2 separate regions of the Sus scrofa genome follow, and region 1 is linked to region 2. Evidence: chromatin contacts called from public Hi-C data. All regions are on one chromosome and are shown on one strand. The core of a region is the stretch at or near the end of the contact, and the rest is flanking DNA. Distances in the headings are between cores, read along the strand shown. Region 1 overlaps DOCK5 (dedicator of cytokinesis protein 5). Region 2 holds the start of DOCK5 (dedicator of cytokinesis protein 5).

What was found. Hi-C and Micro-C count contacts between places; a contact is called where the count stands out from the background.
Region 1: a Hi-C map of blood shows a contact between it and region 2, with 2.4 times the contacts expected there. The contact joins the enhancer-like site here to the promoter of DOCK5 in region 2. A contact is called at or near these places in 5 of 47 Hi-C or Micro-C datasets (blood, embryonic fibroblasts, epiblast stem cells and 2 more).

The regions. Positions count from the first base shown.
Region 1 is chr14:9,260,289-9,267,183 of Sscrofa11.1, forward strand. All of the region lies in intron 2 of DOCK5 (dedicator of cytokinesis protein 5), which reads left to right. Among named protein-coding and RNA genes, the nearest start is that of DOCK5, 66 kb to the left of the region's middle. Within about 2 kb of position 5,138, at least 2 of the 83 cell types and tissues checked have an H3K27ac peak or open chromatin away from gene starts, as enhancers often do.
Region 2 is chr14:9,193,676-9,200,800 of Sscrofa11.1, forward strand. DOCK5 (dedicator of cytokinesis protein 5) reads left to right here and starts at 3,605. Exons shown (of 52, transcript XM_021073736.1): 1 at 3,605-3,877. The coding sequence starts at 3,835.

The DNA of each region.
Region 1 (6,895 bases), core at 3,888-6,387, 68 kb after region 2:
AAGAATCCAGTGCTGCTTCCGAGGACAAGACATGAAGACACAGGATGGGGGAGAGGAGACAGGAGGTCAGGAGGAAAGGAAGTAGGGCCTGGCCGTAGGAAGAGCACAGTTCCCCTGATTGTGCTTGGTGGAGGTGAGGTAGATGCCAGAATCACAGAGGCCCAGTGAGAGGAGGGTTTGACTTAGAATGGCTCCCAGAAACCACACCAGCCCCTCACTCTGAGATGAGCATGACACACGCTAGAAAGGAGGCTTTTCACAGCAGTTCCTTTTCTGTAGATCCAGTAAGCAGCATTTGTACTTACAAGCTTTGCTGTTAGCCAGCTCACATTGCCCCCTTAATTAATCTAACTTGCTATGTCTTTGTCTGATAATAACAACAGCATGGAGTTCCTGTTGTAGCTCAGTGGGTAAAGAACTGGACACAGTGTCTGTGAGGATGTGGGTTCAGTCCCTGGCCTCACTCAGTGGGTCAAGCATCCTGCGTTGCTGCAAGCTGTGGTGTAGGTTGCGATGAATTTCGGATTTGGTGTTGCCGTGGCTGTGGTGTAGGCCTGCATAGGGGTCTGATTCGGCTCCTAGCCTGAGAATGTCTATATGCTGCAGGTACAGCTATAAAAAGGAAAATAATAATAACAGCAAACACTTTTGTAGCACTCGCTCTGTGCTAGGCAGTGTTCTGGGCACTTTGAAAATACTAATTTATTCTCTTTAGTGCTACCGCGATCTCTGTTTAACAGAAGGGGGAACTGAGGCATAGAAAGGTTTAGTAACTCAAAAGTTTAGCAGTTCATCTGCCAATTGCCCAGGAGGCTCTGCTGTACTGCTGACTCCCTTTTGTTCTAGGCAGAGGGCTGGCAGTTTGCTTTCTCTTTCTCTCTTTCAACATACTTCAAAGTGCAGTCATGCAGCTTCTAGGGGCAGGGGGAAGAGAGGGAGGGCTGCGTGGTTTCTCCCCAGTCTGTTCTTTCTCTCGTTTTTATCCTCCTGTCAGGTCCAGCCAAACATTGATTCCATGGTGTCCCTAAGTCACCAAGATACTAGAGACAATCTCCTTACCTTTTTGAGCTTCTTTGCTTATTGAAGCCATAGTCTCTTCAAGCCTTACTAGATCATACTGTTTCATCAGTGCCAGATTAATCCACTCTATCTTCTTTATGGACACACGTTTTTCCACTGTACACGTAAAAGGCACATGTTTAGTTTCCAAGGGCTTGAAAAGAATGTATAGTTTACCCTTATTAGGTGCAAAGTTTTATTGTTGACAATTAGATTCTGATTTTTGTCTTTTTTTTTTTTCTTTCAAATTTGCTATATGCTAACCTTTTTTCGGTTACTGAGAGAACTGTCCACCATGATTGCAGTTTGTGTCAGTTTACAGTAGTGTCAGTTTTTTTGCTTTCGGTATTCTTAGACCTGTTATTAGGTGCATACAGTTTAAAATTGTTACATTAGACAATTCCAGCTTTTAATTCCTGTTTGTAGAACTTTTTGTCATTGTCTTCGTCTGCAGTAATGCTTTTTTCCCTAGTCTCTTTTGGCTGAAATCACAGCCAATTCACTGGCAGTGCCAGGGCTCCAGTTTTTGTCCTCCTGGCTCCTCAAGGCATCAGAAATGCTGCTCAGCCACTTGGGAATCTTAATTCAGTAGATGCCCCAGGAGGAAAGCAGGCCCCAATGCTGGACTTATCTTTCTGAGTTTGGTCTTTTTCAGATCTAGACCTGATAGTTCTTCACTTCCCATGTTAGCTCGGAGAGAGTGTGTGTGTGTGTGTGTGTGTGTGTGTGCACGCGCGTGTGTTGTATGGCCATGCTTTTCCAGTTTACCTGCAGAGTGTGAGAGGGAGAGCAGAGAGTTGATTGGAAATCAAGTAGTTGATACCTTTTACATACATTTTCAAAATTCCTTTTTCATTTTTTTGTGATCCCAATATGTTTCTTGAAATAGTTGAGGCACTTTGTCTTCATAGGGTTCATATTAGTGGTCATTTTTAGTGTACCTATTATTTATCCTGTACTGAGCAAGCTCCCAGTTGACCAATGAGTATTCCTAAAAGTGCATTGTTACGGACCAAGCTAAGGGGGTCACTGAGCTTGGCTGAATGTAAATATAAACACACAAACACATCTATTTCCTATACTGATTCAGAGCTTGCGGCCATGCACCTAATGTTTTGTAGCACATGCAGCGGTACGCTGACCCAGTTGTTAGATGGTCCTAGCAAGAACCGTTCCTTTATCACTGCTGCATCTGGACTGCGATGATCCAGGTGCTGTAGGTCTGAGGGCAAGAGGCTGATTGTCTTTTTTTTTGTTTGTTTGTTTGTTTGTTTGTTTTTTTGTTGTTGTTGCTATTTCTTGGGCCGCTCCGCGGCATATGGAGGTTCCAGGCTAGGGTTGAATCGGAGCTGTAGCCACCGGCCTACACCAGAGCCACAGCAACGCGGATCCGACCGCGTCTGCACCTACACCACAGCTCCACGCCGATCGTTACCCACTGAACAGGGCAGGACCAACCCGCAACCTCATGGTTCCTAGTCGGATTCGTTAACCACTGCGCCACGACGGGAACTCCTGATTGTCTTCTTAATTGTTTCCATAACATACTTGGAGTGCCAGCCATAGAATTCTTCCACCTCAGAAAAGGATGTTAGTGCCTGTTCTGCAAAAGAGGACATGTGTCAAGGTGTGAACGGGGAGATTTAGAATATGGGCTTATTCAGCTCATTAACTACGTGAGTGGCACGTCAGCTTTATAGAGATTTTTATACCAGCTTAAGTTTTAAAATAGTGTTTATTTTATGGGATTAATTAATTTTTTTTTTTTTTAATAGCGAGTGCCTTGCCAGATGCATTGATAGTTTCTATCTGCTAAGTACTTTGAGGTTGGGTCCTCAAATTCCAGACAGCCCAGAATGAAGGGAGGGCTGGAGTGCTTTGCAAACATTAAACGTGATAGGAATAGGAATGCTGAATAAGAGCTTGTGTTCTAGGTCCCCCCACCCCAGTCTCCTCTATCCTTTAAAAATAAATACATCAATAAATAAACAAAATGGAAACACCCACAGGACTGCCCGATGGAATTTAAGGGCGGTGCTGGCAGCGTTTCATGCCTCTGGGCAGTTGTGTCTTTCAGCTTCCTATGGGCACTGACTCCAGCAACCACCCCACCCCACCCCCGCCCCTACAATACCCTGCCTCATCCTTCCTTTGACATATTTGCAGACCAGACCTCTGTGGGCTTTTCTGGTATGGACAAGTCCACCTTCCTGGAATCCAGACTTGCCCACAAACCCGAGAGACTACAACTTAGGGCTTTCCTCTTGCTTTTTCCTGCCCGGTGGTTGCATGAAGGATTATGGAGGTGGTAGCTTCTTGAAGGCAAGGAGCTTCACCTCACCTGCTCCTCTTTGCCCTGCAGGGCCCATGCCTAGCATAGCTCCCAGGCTGGACCAGGGGCTCAGCAAGTCTGTGCAATGAGTGAAGATAAAGAGGAGACCCAAGCAAGCCTACAGCAGCAAGGCAAGCTAGTGTGGAGAGTAAGGGGACGTGGGGGTCAACCACCTAAAGCCCCAGATAGTACCAGGCACAGCTGCTTTTCTCCTTCCAGGAGACACCAGCCTTTCCCTTCCCCATGCAGACTGCAGAAGAATTTGGTTATCCCATGAGCCTCTTTTTAGAAGTAACAGCTTTATTGAGATAGATTTCAAATACTATACAGTTGACCCATGTAAAGTATAAAATTCCCTGGTTATTCACAAAGTATGCGCTTCACAGAGCTGGGCAACCACCATCACTGTCTACTTTCAGAACATTTTCATGATCCCCCAAAGAAACCCTCTACTCATCAGTGGTTATGAGCTCCCCACCCCCCATCCTGTTCCAGGCAACCACCAGCCTAATTTCTATCCCTACAGGTTTGCCTATTCTAGACATTTCACATAAGTATAATCATACAAAGTGTGGTCCTTTGTGACTGGCTTCTTAATCTTTTGGGGGCTTACCCATGTGATAGCATGTATCAGTATGTCATATCTTTTTATCGCTAAATAATATTCATTGTAGGCATATAGCACATTTTATTTATCCATTCATCAGTTGATGGATATTTGGGTTGTTTATACTTCTCAGCTATTAAGAATAATGCTGCCACCATGAACTTTTTTTGTGTGTGTCTATATGTGTTTCCACTTCTCTTGGGTGTATCTCTTGGAGTGGAATTGTTGGATCATATGGTTTCTTTGTGTTTAGCCTTTGGGGAACTGCCAGACTGATTGATTGCTTGGGCTTTGGCTTCCAAACAGGCTACCACGGTCCACGAGAGAATTTCCATCCCTCATTTCTTATCAGAGTTCCTTTCTGTAAGGAACTAAATATCATTAAGTACTAAAAATAAGGGAAGGGAATGGAATTGACTGAGAATCTATATTCTGCTCATCTTTTATAGACCCCCTTCAAGAATTTTGCCTTTGGAAACTTTTTCAGGGAACAGAAATCCTCAAGGACCAAAATGAGCATCCTTGCCTCTTTGGCACTGGCCCACCTGTGATCACTGTCATGTCTTTGCTTCTTTAACCAGACAAAAGATTTGGCAGTGAGACAGCTGTTCTCCAGCTGAGTGTTCTTTACCACCCCAGAAACATGGGCATGACTGAAAAAGCACTGATGCTAAGGGGGAGGTTCCAGTTGTGGTTATGTAGTCATTCAGCAGGACTCTCTGAGCAAGTATTATGCTCTTAAGTACATTTATTTTGCACAAGAGAGGTTCTAGGCACTGGGAGCAGCTGAGTGACAAAATGGCAAGGTTCCTGCTCTCAAAGAGTTTTCATTCAAGGGACAGATGAAACAAGCAAACAAAAAAGCATTCTGATGCATGTAAGTGCTGTGGGGAGAAAAAGATGGTGTTACATGGACCACAGGGAGGTGAGGGTGATAAAGAGGGAAAGGAGAAGCCCCACTTGAGATGGGATGGTTTTGTCCCTGTCTCATCTAGGTTTTCAGTCCCTGGGCAAGGCATCTGAACTCTCTCTGTGTCTTGGTTATTTCATCTAAAACCACATCATTCTTTGCACTGAAAGTGATTAAATCAAAGTGACTTCAAAGGTAAGCTTTTAGCCTCTCTGGTGCCATGAAGTTCTCCTCACCTGTGATGAACCAGACAGACTCGCAAGTGGTTTCATGCTCAGGGTCTCTTGTTCCGCTGATGGGTACTGGTTTCCTGCATTTGCTTCCTATCCACTGGTTACTTGTTTTCAGCTCCAGTAACCACTCACAAGCTCAAGAGAGGGTGGCCGATGTTAACAAGTGAGTTCTGGGGGTAAGCATAACACACTTAGCCCCTGTTGGAAATAACAAAATGAGATAATGTCTCAAAGGCATTCCAAGCTCTACAGCGGCAGACACAGTGAAAAGTTTTCTATTATTTCTCTGTAATTTGTAAAGACCCAGAGGAGAGTGCAGACGAATGGATTGGAACCAGAGGAAGTGGGCAGTCCTGAAAAGTTGAAATAAAAAGAAGCAATCTGTGTATTTATAGAAGGTCCCCAGTATACGCATGTTATTCCTTCTGTGTAGGAGGAGACCAGTTTGGAAATGCACTTTAATCAAGTAATCCACTCCCTTAGGATATGCACAGGAATAAAAATAGATTACGACTTGGGCTGTGCATGGTTTTGAGTCTCATATTTAAAAAAAAAATGATTTTTATTTATTCCATTACAGCTGGTTTATAGTGTTCTGTCAATTTTCTACTGTACCGCAAGGCAACCAGTCACACATACATGTATACATTTGTTTTCTCACATTATCATGCTCCATCTTAAATGACTAGGTATAGTTCCCAGTGTTGAGTCTCATCTTTATAAAGCAGGCTTTTTTGAGTAAGCATAGAGGGTAGAGGGCAGTATTATGATGGATAGGTAAAGTTATCTGACTGAGTGTTAGCTCCATAGCTGAAAAAAACTTTCTCACATAAAAAAAGAAGAGAGTGCATTTGAAGATTTTTTTTTTTTTTCTTCCAAGAAGGTGATGCTTTTTTCCCAATAAGCATCTTTCGGAGATGTGGTATTAAGAGCCCTTGATTGAAAGACATATACCATATGATATCACTTATATGTGGAATCTAAAGTATGGCACAAGTGAACCTATCTCTAGAACAGAAATAGTCTCAAATAGACGTGAAGAACAGACTTGTGGTTGCCGAGGGGGAGGGGGAGGGAGTGAGATGGACTGGGAGTTTGGGGGTAGTAGATACAGACTATTACATATAGAATGGATAAACAAGGTCCTGCTGTGTAGCACAGGGGACTGAATCCAATCTCCTGTGATAGAATATGATGGAAGGTAATATGAGAAAAAGAATGTATATGTATGACAATCACTTTGCTGTACAGCAGAAATTGATGCAACATTGTACACCACTACACCTTAATAAAAAATTAAAAAAAATAGAACCCTCTGTTGGACCATAGATTACTGGAAGGTCTATCAAACCCTTTCAGGACGTCTGAGTCGGAACTTGGATTGTCCCCTCCTACTGTCCTGTGCAACAGTGAGTCAACCTGGTAGCCTTATGGTCCCTATATTGTTCCTCTTTTCTTTTTCGTCTTTTTGCCATTTCTTGGGGTGCTCCTGCAGCATATGGAGGTTCCCAGGCTAGGGGTCTAATCAGAACTGTAGACGCCAGCCTACGCCAGAGCCACGGCAACGCGGGATCCGAGCCGCGTCTGCAACCTACACCACAGCTCACGGCAACGCCGGATCGTTAACCCACTGAGCAGGGGCAGGGATCGAACCCGCAACCTCATGTTTCCTAGTTGGATTCGTTAACCGCTGCGCCATGATGGGAACTCCTGTTCCTCTTTTCTGTTCACTTCCTTCTCTGTGTGGTCAGCCA
Region 2 (7,125 bases), core at 2,355-4,854:
AAAAAAAAAATTACAAGCATAGGAGTTCCTGCTGTGGTACAGTTCAGGCCACTGCAGAGGCAAGCAAGTTTGATGCCTGGCCTGGCACAGTGAGTTAAAGAATCTGGCCTTGCTGCTGCTGTGGCATAGGTTGCAGCTGCGGCTCAGATTCAATCCCTGGCCCCAGAATGCCATTTGGTACAGGTGCAGCCGTTAAAGAAGAAAAAAATAAAATAAAAGGCAAAAAAAACCATAGCTGAGCTAGATAGATTTATCTGTCCATCAAACTGATGCTGATGAAAGTACACCAAGGGGTCCAGAAGCCTTAGTAAATTCCTTTCTGTTCACACTGGCATCTAGTTGTTTTCGACTTTCAGGATATATCAAGAACCTCTTTTCCACCTCAACACCTACCATCCTGGACCTGCGAACGTTCTTTCCTGCCTGAACTACTGAAATCGCCTTCCAACTCTCATCTTCCTATGCCTGCCCTTGTGTCTTTACAATCTTTTCATTGCACAGCAGGCAAATTAGTTCATGTCCTTGACTGGGTCAAAATTCTCCCAACTTTCCTCTTAGCAATTTATAAAGTCCTCACTGTGCCTTTCATGGTCCTGTTTTATTGGCTCACACTGTGCCTCTTGGAACAGGTTTCCCCCCCATACTCTGCCCCTTGCTCATGCCTTTCACCATCCAGCATCCTTGCTGCTTTTGGAACTTGCCAAACACGCCTTTCAGCTTTTGTGTTTGCTGTTCCTGGTGTCCAGAATACTTTCCTCTGAAATCCTCACTTGCTTCAGATCTATCTTTCTTTCTTTCTTTTTCTTTCTTCCTTCCTTCCTTTCTTTCTTTTCCTTCTTTTTCTTTTTAGGGCTGTACTCAAGGCACATGGAAGTTTCCAGGCTAGGGATCAAATTGAGCTACAGCTACTGGCCACAGCCACAGCCACAGCAACTCAAGATCCAAGCTGCGTATGCAACCTACACCACAGCTCATGGCAATGCCAGCTCCTTAACCTACTGAGAGAGGCCAGGGATCAAACTCGGGTCCTCATGGATGCTAGTTGGGTTCATTACCACTGAGCCACGACAGGAACTCCCATATCTATATTTCAGTGTCACTTTTTAAGAGATTCCTTCCCAGATCACTTGATATAAAACTGCAACACCGGAGTTCATGTCGTGGCTCAGTGGTTAATGAATCCGACTAGGCACGATGAGGTTGCAGGTTTGATCCCTGGCCTTGCTCAGTGGATTAAGGATCCAGCGTTGCTGTGAGCTGTGTTGTAGGTCGAGGATGCGGCTCAGATCTGGCGTTGCTGTGGCTCCAGTTAGACCACTAGCCTAGGAACCTCCATATGCCGCAAGCGTGGCCCTAGAAAATGCAAAAAGAGAAAAAAAAAAAAAAGAAATAAAACTGCAACACCCTCCACACATCTGATCCTTACTTTGGATTTTCCTCTACAGGCTAAGCCTCATTTGGCATAATTTGTTTATTGTCCTACTCTCCTCTCTAGACTCCAAGCTCTATGAAGGTGGGGATTTTACTTTATACCCTGCTGTGCCTGCATTCTTAGAGCAATGCCTGATACCTAGTAGGCACTTAAATATTTGTGGAAAGAAGAAATTACCTAACCTGGAAAGTTAGGTTAATCATGAGGTCATCGGCAGAGGAAGATAAATTTTTGAGGGGATGGCAGATGGTAGAATTCCTTCTCAATATTAGGTCTAAAGGGTGTGGCATATGGAAGTTGCCAGCCCAGGGGTCTAATTGGAGCTGCAGCTGTGGCCTATGCCACAGCCACCTTAATGCCAGATCCTTAACCCACTGAGTGAGGCCAGGGATGGAACCCGCATCCTCACAGAGACAGTGTTCTGTCTTTACTGCTAAGCCAGAATGGGAACTCCTAAAGGAACAGATTTCTCAAATTATTATTACATTTGGTGAATAAATACCCTATTTGTTGACAGAGGAAAAAGGAAGCCTTTGGAGTGAACTTTTTTTTTTTTTTAGTTTTATTGAAGTATAGTTGATTTACAATGTTATGATAATTTGGGCGTACAACAAAGTGATTCAGTTCTACCTATACAACCCATCCATTTGTTTTTCAGATTCTTTTCCCATATAGATATCGGAGAATATTGAGTAGAGCTCTCTGTGTATATAGCAGTTTGCTATTGGCCAATCACACCATATACCCCTGTGTGCATACCCAATCCCAAACCCTTAAGTCTACAGGGACCAGTTTCTTAAACCATCATTACACTTGATGAATAAATACCTATTTGTTGATGGAGAAGAAAGGAAGCCCTAGGAATGACGCACCATGAACAAGACCTTTAAAAAAAATTCAGAACTGACTTTGCGAGAAGTGACCAAAGGTAAAATGCACTAAGTCTTCAATGATATTTCACTGTTCAACTACATGTTTATTTCATTTCGTTTCCTTTCATGTTCCAGATAGGCAAGAAAACCTTCACAGACTGCAAGAACCAAACAATTTATTTCAAGAGGCATGTTCTCAGATGGTGAACTTAAATCAGCTGGTCAGTTACTCTGAGATTTTACTTCTCTGGGCCAGGTAGCAAGCGCCCCACCTCCACCTGGATTCAGAGCCTATCTTCTTCATTCTCGAGGTCCACAGGAGGAAGTGAGTTCCAGAAGTTTCAGAGGATACAAAAGGAGTTAAGGGCAGGTCAGATGAACAGTCCCTGCATTTGCCTCTTTGTCCAAACAATACAGCCAGTGAATGCACGTGCCTGATCCTCCTCTCCTCAGGGATGCTCAACAGCTGGGCTGTTGGAAAAGTGAAGTCTTGGGGCGGACTGTTGCCTTGAGCATGAGGGTCTGAATTTCTTCAGCTGGGTCTCAATATCTTCAGCTGGGGAGGAGTCTCGGTGTTTCCGGGGCACAGGATTTCCAAGTCGGGGCTTTCTAACTAATTTTTCCCACAGAGGCACCCCTAGGAAACTACTTGATACGAAGGAGTCCGGCTCCCTTGCATCAGTTCTCTATTTACCAGAAGGCAAATGTTCCGGCTTTGAAGGCAATAAACGGTGGCCCCAGGAGATCATGTCTGCTCTGGAGTCCGGCTTCCTGCTCTCGTGGTGTCAGGGAAAGCTCTAGGAGGTGAACGCAGCAGTCAACTGCTCATTCATTCAACAAATATTTACTGCGCTCCCGCTGAGTACCGGGCACCGTCGGTGCCCCGAGGGCGAGAAGCAACTCATCCTAGATCCTAGTTCCTATTAACTCATCCTAGGTCCCCTAGATGCTCAGGCGTGCGGGGGGAGCGGACCCCACACTCCTTGGGAGAGCCTCCAGCGCAGCCCTCCCGACGCCCGCGGCGGGGAACCCGCCCCCCGGGATCCAGCCTCCCGGGCTTAGTCCGGGTGGGGAAGGCGGGAGTGAAAAAGCAAAACACAGAAAGGAAAAAACTGGACCCCAGGCTGTGCTGGGAAACTGCTCCCGGGAAGTGCGCTAGGCGGAGCCGGCCCCGGCCCGGGAGAGCGCGGAGCCCGGGGCGGGCGGGAGAGGCCGGGAGCCGGCGGGTCGGGGCGCGGAGGCGGCCTCGGCGGGAGGAGGGCGCGGCCGGCGGGAGGGGCCGGGGCGGCGCCGGGAGGGACGCGCACGGCGGCGCGGCCGCCTGGCCCAGCAGGTGACCGCGGGCCGGGGCTGGAGCCGGAGCGGATAGCCGGCGGCGCGGCGGGGAGACGGCGCGCGGGGCCGGGCGAAGTTTGCCGGAACATGGCGGAAGAGCCTGGGGCGCGCAGGAGCGCGGCGCGGCGGCGTCCGGAGCCCCGGGAGTTGTAGCCGCCGTAGCCGCAGCAGCCGCCGCGGGGCGAGGTCGCCGCCATGGCCCGTTGGATCCCGACCAAGAGGCAGAAGTACGGGGTTGGTGAGTGTTTGCCCCACCCTGCCCCCGACCCGGCCGCCGCCAAGTTAGCGCGAGCGGCCCTGCCCGGCGAAAAGTTGGGCGGCGGACGCCGGGCCAGAAGGTGCGCGCCTTCCCGGGACCGGGATCCGGCTCCCGCTGCCCGCGGGGGCGCGGGGAGGGCTCTGCTCCGGCTGCAGCCACCCCGGGGGCGGTGGGAGTCGGAACCCTCCCCGGGAGCCCCGTGTGGGAATTCATGCTGGCTTTGGGGGATCCGTATGGTTAAAAGGCAATCGTGCTCCGGAACTGGCAGTCCTGTCCCCCGAACCCAAAGCTGCAGCACTTTGCAGGGCAGAAACGTGCAAAACCCGGGCACCCAGTTCTGGTGCTCGTCCCCCTCCTCCCGGGCCGTGTGGTTTCATTCAGTACTTTGTAACCAGCGGAGGCCGGCAGAACGCGAGATCTGCTGGCTGCCCCAGTGCTTTCTGCCTTCCCTCTTAGGTTCTCTCGGAAGCCCGAAGTGAGGTGCTGGGGGTGGGCAGCCGCCCTCCTCTCCTTCCTCCCAGGCACTCCGATCCTGAGAGCAGTTGTTAACTGAACGCGAAACTCTAGGGGTGGTGTGGTGGTGATGGAAACGGCAGGAAGTGTGTGGCTTGGGAACGGGGGTGGCTGGCCCCCGGGGCTGGTTGTGCAGATACTCGTCCCCTACCAGAGTGTGTGTGGAGAGGGTTTCAGAACTGCCTTGTGATTCCCGATTCCGCTGTGGGATAAGACGAAGCCTTAGGAAAACTGTGACAGGTCCCGGGCTAGGCACTTGGCATTCATTACAGCGGTGCTGGAAGGCCCCGGGACGTGCAGAGGATTGATTGCTTTTCTGTTAGTTTCGATCCGAAACAGCGGCTGGGCGGGGTTTTGAACCAGGTGAAAAACCTTGGTCCTTCCACTAGTTAGCGAGGAATGAGGTTGCTAAGGTCTTGTGGGAGAGAGCTCTGCCTTTAGCCGGGCGATTACAATGGCCGTTAGGCTTGGGTGAGATTCCCTAGGATAAACACAGTTGTGTGGGTTGAGACTTTTATCACTTCCTCTCCAGGTCATTCATTGGGCTTGTTTGTAATTTAGTCGTCTGCTCCTCTCCCATGCTGCCCCCATTTTTTTTTTTTCTCACCTTAGTGGTTACTGGGGAGGGGGTCCCTAAACCTATTCTATGCTTCGTGACCACTGTGTCAGTTTCAGAGATACTAGCATCTCTAGGTACTTTTTAACTCTGTATCCCTGAGTCAGTTACAAAAAACCAACTAACCCTCTCATATGTATTACTTTTGGATTGTGTTCCTTTATAAATAAGCAGATATGTGTGTATATAATAATGTGCATATAAGTACCTCTTTTTCCTCTGCTGCAGAAATTTTTTTCCTTTAAATTTCTTAGAGAATTCTTGCAGTCTTCTATGGGTATAACTCAGAAATGAGTGGATGTTGTTTCTTCTCCAGATCACCTCTTCCTGATTTGGTCATGAGATTTCGGACAGGGGCTCCTGATCAGATGCCAGTTAGTAAGTAGCCAGTAGTTGTGGAAGTGAGATGGAGTCAGTTCCTTTATTTGTGAGTGTTATTGGGAACTAAATCCCAAATTAAATTATATTTAGCAATGAGTAAATATATTTGCCTAATGAGTACTTACCACTTACAAAAAAGTGATCAATTCTAATTTTAACAGGATATAAGCTTTACAAAACTATTATGACTTTGGTAGTTAATGCAAACATAGCCTAAAAATATGGGTTTTATTGTTGTCATAGGAACAACTATAGTATTTTCTCTTAAAAAATTGTTTTTTCCTGTTCTGGAGTCAGGTTACCCTGTTATATATCATCAGTCAAGAGATGTGAATTGCATTTCCAGGGCATATAGGTGGTGGCAAAATTGCCCCAGCATATAGCTTGGGAAATTTGTCACTAGACAATAGATGCTGATTAATCTGAATTTGACAAAAGGGCCCACTGTTAGGAGGATGAGCTGATGAGCTCAGTCTCCTTTGTTTATTCCTAAAACACATGGTTGTTCATATCACCTCCTCTTCCTTGGCCTACAGGGCAAAGTCTAAACTGAGCCCGGTTTTCAAGGTTCTGATAATCCAGTTCAACGTACTTTTACGAACTGTGTCTCCCAACCGCTTTCAGTAACCCTCTGGCGCAGACGCCTCTCTCCTCCCTCTTGTGCAATATCCCATGGAGAGAGTCCCTCCTTTAGGACTTTGCTCCCCCGTGCTTGTCCCCTGTTCAGTGTGCCCTCCCACCTCTGCATCCCACGATCCAGCCTTTCACTCAGGGCTGGAATCCCCACCCACTGTCTCCTTCAGGTTTGGTGTTTACCAGACCTCACACCTTCACGCTACTTCCTCACCATTCCTACATTTTATTACATATCCTTTGGTCCAGTGATTCAGAGGGTTATGGTTTTGTATCCTTGTGACTCAAGAGATATACCCAGCCTGGAGCATGCTTTCAGTAACTGCTTGTCCTTGGTTTTGGAGTGGTGTTCTAATCTCATGTCTTTGATGATTTAGTGCACCCCCCCATTAAGTTTTAGCATCTCATTCACTCCAGTACGAGTTTTCAGTCTGTCTTTATCTCTGCAAATGAAATATGCTGCTGAGAAAGCAGGCCTGGAATAGACGGACTTGTTTCAGTATAACTGGAAAGATTGGCTTCTTGGACTTGGGGTGGGGGTGGGGTTTGTCACTTCTGAGCGTCCGCTGGACGGATTTCGTTTCTGGGTTGAAGGAAACCGTGAGATGGCTATTTTGAAGCATTTGAATGACTCACAGCTACTCTCCGGGAGGGTAGCACTGCGATCTCAGACTGAATTGTGCACAGGGAAGCTGGCAGTCTCCACCTGTCTTGGTGCCACTGTTGGCTGTCCCTGACAGCCTAGATTTTTCTACAGGGACTGGAATGCAATCTTCCCGGGCTTTCTTCATTCTTCAACTGTTGGCTCCACGTCTGGCGTTAGGTGGGCTTGAATGACCTATGAGAGGACCACAGACGTGCTTTAAACTTCTGGGCCAATAGTTGCCCTGGTGCCCAATGCTGAGGGCTTAGGAACACACGCTCTGCCGTATAGCCGCGGAAAGCTCTTCTGTCTCCCTTTTTCTTTCTTGTTTTCTTTTCCTTTATTCTTCCCTTCTCTCTCTAATTTTTTTCTGCTTGAGGATATGAGGATCACTTTTATTTAGATGCTAAGCAAACATGAGTGATAAATATCCAATCTTCT